Regions from separate parts of the Macaca mulatta genome. Here region 2 is linked to region 1. The links are chromatin contacts, called in public Hi-C maps. All regions are on one chromosome and are shown on one strand. Each heading gives the region's core, a stretch centred on a gene start, on an enhancer-like site or on the middle of the called end of the contact. The rest is flanking DNA. Distances are from core to core; before and after follow the strand shown. Region 1 holds the start of STT3A (STT3 oligosaccharyltransferase complex catalytic subunit A). Region 2 holds the start of CHEK1 (checkpoint kinase 1).

What was found. A called contact is a pair of places that touch in the nucleus more often than the background predicts.
Region 2: a Hi-C map of fetal cortex germinal zone shows a contact between it and region 1, with 1.9 times the contacts expected there. The contact joins the promoter of CHEK1 here to the promoter of STT3A in region 1. A contact is called at or near these places in 2 of 14 Hi-C or Micro-C datasets (cortical neurons and fetal cortex germinal zone).

Annotation. Positions count from the first base shown.
Region 1 is chr14:125,978,849-125,982,438 of T2T-MMU8v2.0, forward strand. STT3A (STT3 oligosaccharyltransferase complex catalytic subunit A) reads left to right here and starts at 1,955. Exons shown (of 18, transcript NM_001257421.1): 1 at 1,955-2,030.
Region 2 is chr14:126,013,939-126,017,528 of T2T-MMU8v2.0, forward strand. It overlaps CHEK1 (checkpoint kinase 1), which reads left to right and starts at 2,030. Exons shown (of 13, transcript XM_001111431.5): 1 at 2,030-2,926. The coding sequence starts at 2,312.

The sequences.
Region 1 (3,590 bases), core at 705-3,204:
CGGCTCACAGCAACCTCTGCCTCCTGGGTTCAAGCGATTCTGCCTCAGCGTCCCAAGTAGCTGGGATTACAGGCGCCCGCCAACACGCCCAGCTAGCTAATTTTTGTATTTTTAGTAGAGATGGGGTTTCACCATGTTGGTTAGGCTGTTCTGGAACTCCTGACTCAGGTGATCCACCCGCGTCGGCCTCCCAAAGTGCTGGGATTACAGGCGTGAGCCACCGCGACCGGCCTTAATATTCTTAGGATACTACTTACAAAAAAAAAAAAAAAAAAAAACTTGAACACAATCTTTCTAATTTTAATTCCCCGCCCCCCACGCCCTGCTCTTTTTTTTTTTTTTTTAAGAGAAAAAACTTTTTTTTTTTTTTTTTTTTTGAGATGGAGTCTAGCTCTGTCGCCAGGCTGGAACGCAGTGGCGCGATCTCGGCTCACTGCAACCTCCGACTCCCTGGTTCAAGCGATTCTCCGTCAGCCTCCCGAGTAGCTGGGATTACAGGCACGCGCCACCACGCCCGGCTAATTTTTGTATTTTTAGCAGAGACGGGGTTTCGCCATGTTGGCCAGGATGGTCTCCATCTTCTGACCTCGTGATCCGCCCACCTCGGTCTCCCAAAGTGCTGGGATTACAGGGGTGAGCCACCGCCCCCGACCAAAACTCTTTATTTTGAAGAAGCATTTACTTCAAGTTCTGTAATTCCTTCAGGCTCAGCTTCAGTTTCCTTTTTTTAAAGTAAAATTACATCGAACACTTACTATTAAAAACAAAACAAAAAAAGCAGATCTATTGAATCATAACGTCCTGGGGCGAGCCTGATCATGTGAATGTTTTAAAAAATGCATGTGATTCTAAAGCACTGATTTAAATAATGACCTTTCAATAAGCGGTAGGTTCCGTTCAGGGGAGAGTAAATAGGAAGCTGCGTGAGTGGCAGGGGCAACAAGTTGGAAGAGCTGCGGGACGTTCCCACTCTCTCTGGTGTAGTCTTGGCTCACCAAGGCGCGCAGGGAGTAGAAGTGCCTGAGGATAAAGGTGTATACGTGCGAGCCTGAGATGATGGAATTGCCGCTGAAACTTCGTCCCCTTCTCTGCCCTCAGCAACGTTATTGGGGGTCGGGGAGCGCGTTGGGTGCGGGAGAAGACAGACAAGTTAGAATAGGGAGAGCGGCTCTCTGGCGGGTATCTTACAAAGGGCTGGACTAAGCATGGCCGGGCTGCCTCTCGGTCCCCCGAGGAAGCCCGTCTGCTGCTGGAGAAGGCTGTGCCTCCGTGGCGGTGGCTGTCTCAGCCGGCAGTGGAGACGCCTCCAGCTTAGCCCCGACAACCCCTTTACGCCTAGGCACGCTCTTTCACAAAGCTAGGGGCTGTGAACTCTGCCAAGGTTCCCAGGTCCATCGCAGTTACCAGAGCACTGTAAAAGCTCTTGAGCCAACTATCAGGCACATCCTGCAAAAGACGCAGTCTGGACCAGGAAGCGTTTGAAATGCTTCCCTCCTCTCCATTCACCTTGTATTACGTAACAATTTCTACCTTAAAAAAGAGGGAGACCAGCGGCTCCGCATTCCGAGTTACTGGGACTTGGAGCAAGGGCCTATTTCAGCGTAGTTTCCGCTTCTTGTCACATGACGGGAGTCAGCGGGCCACTGCTTTCCACCGCGACTCCCCGTGGGTCCGCCGACCGACACGTCACTCCTCGGCCCTCAACCAAACTGCTTGGGGCACGTTCTTGCCGCGCTCTTGACTCCTACGCGCCGGCCTATGACAGCTCGGCGGGAGCACGCAGACACGCCTCTAGACTGCTAAGCGATAGCTGTAATGACCAATTAAAAACTGGAATCGCGGTTCGGTTTACGCCTCCGAGTTTGACAGACAGTTCCCAGATCCTATCGCTCTCCCGAAGCGTCGAATTGGCCTGGAGCCAGCCAACGGGGGCGCGGTCGGGGAGGCGGACCCGGCTGCTGCCAGGGTTGGGTGCGCCGCTGAACGGATGGCAGAGGGAGCCCAGCGGATCGCCTAGGAAAGCCGGCCAGGTGAGAAGGCCATAGAACGTAACTTGAAAATCAGCGGCAGGTGCAGTCCATGGCGTTGGTGGGGCTGAACGAAGTGTGCACGGGGCAAAACTCTAAGTGGGGATGGAGAGCAGAGCTTAGGGCCTTGCAGAGGAGGGGGCGTGGGGCGTGGTGTGGGGGCTTCCTGGATGGAAGGATGTGAAGGTCTGGGGAGGGAAGGTAAGGTGGATCTTGGGGACAGAGCGTGGGAAACACTGGGTCCTGGGACTGGTTATGGAGGGGAGGGCGCGTAGGATGCTGGGGTGATGAGGGTCGCGCTGGGGGGTGTCAGAGGTGGTCAGTTCTTTGAGGGCGGGAAGAAGAGGGAGGTGGGACCCGCTGGAGAGACCAGGAGGGAGAAGAGAGTAAACGATTGTGAGAGGGTGTGGAAACGTGTGTAGGGAAACGGGGCTGGGGAAATTGCAGTCTGGGAAACTACAGCTAGGGTGGCAGGAGATGCCACACTTTGCAGAGCACAGTTGAGGAGAGCAGATTGGTAAGTGTTTTAAGAAAGGTGTCTTTGCTCTTATTTGCTTGGCCGTGTGCGAAAGTGACCAAAGAGCACGAGATGAAATCTCCCTTACGGCCCTGCCCTAAATGACTAGCTCCTTTACTCAGTTTTCAAGTAGAGGTCCTAGCAGTCTCATTTTGGTGTGCGGCTCATATCAACGCAGTGGTGTTAAGTTTGTTCCTATTTCAGGCATTCCAGAAAACAGCTGCAAACCCTGAGAGATATGGCTGGTTTGCTGACCTCCTGGAGTAGTTAGGCCTTTATTTTTAGTTTCAAAATAAGATTTCCCTTTGGGACTATACTTAAACACATTTCTAAAACTGCTCTTCTGGGACAGTTAATTATGGAAAACATGCTTGACTTCTCAGTGTTGGTGCCAGCATTCTATAAGCCTTCCACCTAGTCCAGTATGTGGGGTTTTTTTTTCTCCTTTATTCTAATAATAGTGGGAAAAAAGATTCATGGGGGAGGATAGACAAAGGTTTGTTAACAGATACATAAGTACAACTAGATAGGAGGAATAAATTCTAGTGTTCTATAGGATAACTATGATTAGGAGTATAATTAACAAAAATACACAATTTATTGTATATTTTCAGATAGCTGGAAGAGTGGATTTTGAATATTCCTAAGACAAAAAAAAAATAAATGTTTGAGGTGATGAATCTACTAATTATCCTGACTTGATATTACACATTATATACATGTACAGAAATGTCACACTGTACTCCATAAATAGGTACAATTACGTGTCAATCAAAAACAATAAAAGCAAAAAGTCTTGAACGATATCCTTTGTTATAATCGTTATAACTTAGCCCTTGATCACATTGTAATTTAAGAAGGTAGGGCTGGGTGTGGTAGCTCACGCCTGTAATCCCAGCACTTTGGGAGGCTGAGGTGGGCGGATCACAAGGTCAAGAGATCCAGACCACCCTGGCCAACATGGGGAAACTCCCTCTCTACTAAAAATACAAAAATTAGCTGGGCATGGTGGCGCGCACCTGTAGTCCCAGCTACTCAGGAGGCTG
Region 2 (3,590 bases), core at 780-3,279, 35 kb after region 1:
AGCAAGACTCTGTCTCAAAAAAAAAAAAAAAAAAATTGGGACCCAAAAAAGCTGATTGAAAAGTCTGTTTGTAGGGGTTGATGGGGATTAATAATGTGGGTTTCAGTCTACTGTGATCTGGCTGGGCTGTTACACTGGGAAATCCATGATACTGATATTTTATATGTTTATCTTTTACATAGGTAAGATTCCCTTGAGAAGGCTTGCACATTCTCTTACTCAAGGATGTAAGCCAGGCAGTCAGCTTTCTGGGAGTAGAGTAGGGAAAGAAGTTTTAACAGGCTCAACCTTCAGTGGATAAAACTTAAACCCTCCGTTTTCAGTAAGGTGCCCAAGCTTTTAACTGTGCCTGATGGTCTTCAGTTCACATACTACGCATTTACCCACTTAAATCTTATACGAGCTTTGGGGAGGGACAGTTCCTTGGTTACACAGAAAGGGAAGGGATACAGGGATCTATTTGCTTTTTATGTAGCCTTTAAACCTACCCCTTTTAGCCCCATTTTTACCTCCATCTTCAGTTACCTGGTGTCACCAGTTCAACTTGAGCTTTTTGAGAGATCTGTGATGTTAATTCTGCTTTCCATTGCTAGCTTTGGGATTGATCTTCATTACCTTTCATCTAAAGGCTTTCTACTTTCCAAAATGTGACTCATACTCTGTTCTTATGGGTTCTTTTAAATATTGGTATCCTTTACTATTAAAATATTTTAGTAAGCTTTCAGAAGAGAATAGAGGCTATTTCCATGTATTCTGTCTTTCACTGGTATTCTGCTGGAGTCTGTATATCTTATTTTTTTCAGGCTAAAAAGACTCCCATCAGACACACAGGAAATTTGCAGGTCTTCCTCTTCTTCATACTCTTTGTTTTCAGCACACAGTGAGGAAACAAGAGAAAATGGGATAAATGATCTAAAAACTTGCTTTTATTTTTATACCAGGCCCTGTGGCTCACTTTTGTAATCCCAGCGACTTGGGATGCTGAGGTAGGAGGATCACTTGAGCCCAGGAGTTCCAGGCTGCAGTGAGCTAAGACTGCCCAGTTGCACTCCAGACTGGGTGAAAGAGCAACACACCCTGTCTCCAAAAACAACAAACTGTAAAAAGATTACATAAAGCCTAATCTGTGATGTCATGATTCAAAACTATACACATAAGCATTTTGAGAGCTTTTTCCTTGATTTTTTTCCTGATTTTGCTTCTTTAAAAGAAATGTGTGTTTTTGTTGTTGGTTGTTTGTTTAGAGGGAGTCTTGCTCTGTCGCCCAGGCTGGGGTGCAGTGGCGCAGTCTCGGCTCACTGCAGCCTCAGCCTCCTGGGTAGCTGGGATTATAGGCATTCGCCATCACGCCCGGCTAATTTTTGTATTTTTAGTAGAGATGGGGGTTTCATCATGTTGGTCAGACTGGTTTTGAACTGCTGACCTCAGGTGATCCACCCGCCTCAGCTTCCCAAAGTGTTGGGATTATAGGCATGAGCCACGGGGCCCAGCCTTGAGTAACATTTTATACTTGTTTTACTTTGTTACTATTATCATAATAGCTAGTTATGCTTAGTGTTTATATGCGGCCCAGTCTTAAGGACTAAGAAAAAAAACATATATAAAATAAACATAAAAATATATATATATACGGAATTTTGCTGTTGCCCAGGTTGGAGTGCAGTAGTGCTATCATAGCTCACTAACCTCTAACTCCTGGACTCAAACGATTGCTCTGCCTAGGCCTCCCAAGTAGCTAGGGCTACAGGGACACACCACCAAGCCCAACTAATTCCTAAAATTTATTTGTAGAGATGGAGTCTCCCTATGTTCCCCAGGCTGGTCCTGAACTCCTGGCCTCAAGCCATTCTCCTGCCTCGCCTTCCCAAAGTGCTGGAATTATAGGCAGGAGCCACTGCGCCCGGCCAGTGCTGGAGAATGTCATGGAGATGATCCTGCCTATCCTTGAGTTCCAGTCTAGTTTACTGTCAGAGAATACTTATTTCAATTTTTCCTATTTTGTTCTCGAGTCTCTTTCCTCAGATTTACTTTTCTAAATGACGTTCGCAGCTTTTAAATTTGCATTGTAAAATTTATTTTGGCTCTCCCCGCCTGTTTTTTGCACATTAAAAATGAAAACTTTTGTAGAACTAAGGTAAGCAGATGGTCTTCCTGCAAAAAGATTGGGCTGAACTAAAGCATTGCTTTGGAGCTGGTTCACAGAAAAAAGGCAAAACTGGTTATCCCGACTTCAAGCTCCAAAATAAACTGCTTTCTTTCTCCGGGAAGTTTCCCCCGCCACACACACTTGACTGCGTGGCCAGTCCTTTCGATGCCTCTCGCTCCCAACACCGAGTTCCTCTCATTTCTTCACAGTCAGCTCTCAGCTGCTGCTGCTAGTTTCTCGGCTCCAGCACCACGGGTACAGCACTCTGAAGTTCACAAAGCACTCTGCAGCACTGACTGTGATCCTCACAGTCCTGTCCGGTGGCCTCCCGCAGGTGGTAGTGCAGCTTTTCAGGCCCAGAGTGGCCAGGAGCTAAGCCCGCAGACCCGCCTGGAAGCGCAGCGCGGACAGTCGCGCGACCCCGCGGCATGGAGGCCTGGGCTTCACCCAGAGGCGCTCGAGCACCGCCCAGCCGAGCCTCACGCCGGATGCCACTTCATATTTGGGCCCAGAGCTCAATTCGCACCGATGCGGTCCGCCGTCCTTAAACCTATTCAGCCAGAATCTCTCCCCGACTGTAAAGCAACTCTGGGCGGGAGCGGCAACCACTCGGCGTCAGTCTTTTGGAGCTGCCGACATTCAGAGAGGCAAGACCCGGGAACGCGCGCTGTCTTGCTTTACGGCACGGGTGCGCGAGTTTGCGGCAGCGTGACGCCAGCAAGTTTTGGCGGGAAAAGCGCTGCATTTGGATTCCTGCAGTGGTGGGCAAAGGACAGTCCGGTGAGCAGGGGCGGCCGGTAGAGTAGGAAAGGCTTCTAAAGAAGGAGTTCGGGGTCTAGATTAGCGAGGGAGGGCACGGTGGGAGAAAGTTAGCATTGACTAGCGCAGGGGATTGGAGAGACTCCTGCGGAGGGGCGGTTTCGGAGGGTGGAGGAATGGTACCAGGAGATTCCCGTTGTAGAGAGGGGGCAGGAGGGACTAACACACTGCTAGCTAAGAACCCCAAGGAAGGGTCCCAGCCCTTCCTTCCGCCTCTCGGGGCAGTTTGGCCCCGCCCCGGCCTCTGGGACGGGTGGGGGTGTGGATGGGGATGGGAATTGGAACTGAGCAATTGGGAGGAGGCGCTGCCGCAGGCGTCTTCTGCCCGGTTCCGCTCCCTCTATCCCCTTTCTTTCTTCCCCAGACCCCCACCTGTCCCTCCTCCTTCCCCAGTCGTTCACCGGAAAGCATTTGTCTCTCACCTCTTCACCACAACGATTAATTTCCTCTGAGGCCTGAGGAGGGCAGAATTTCAACCTTCGGTGTGCGTGGGAATGGCGATTGTGATTTACACGACAAAATGGCCAAGTTTAGAATAGTTCTTCGTGGTTGAAAGACTTGGATAAATGTAGATGAGATATAAGGGGAAGGCAAGAGCTGTTATTTTTCGTGGGGAATCCTGGGG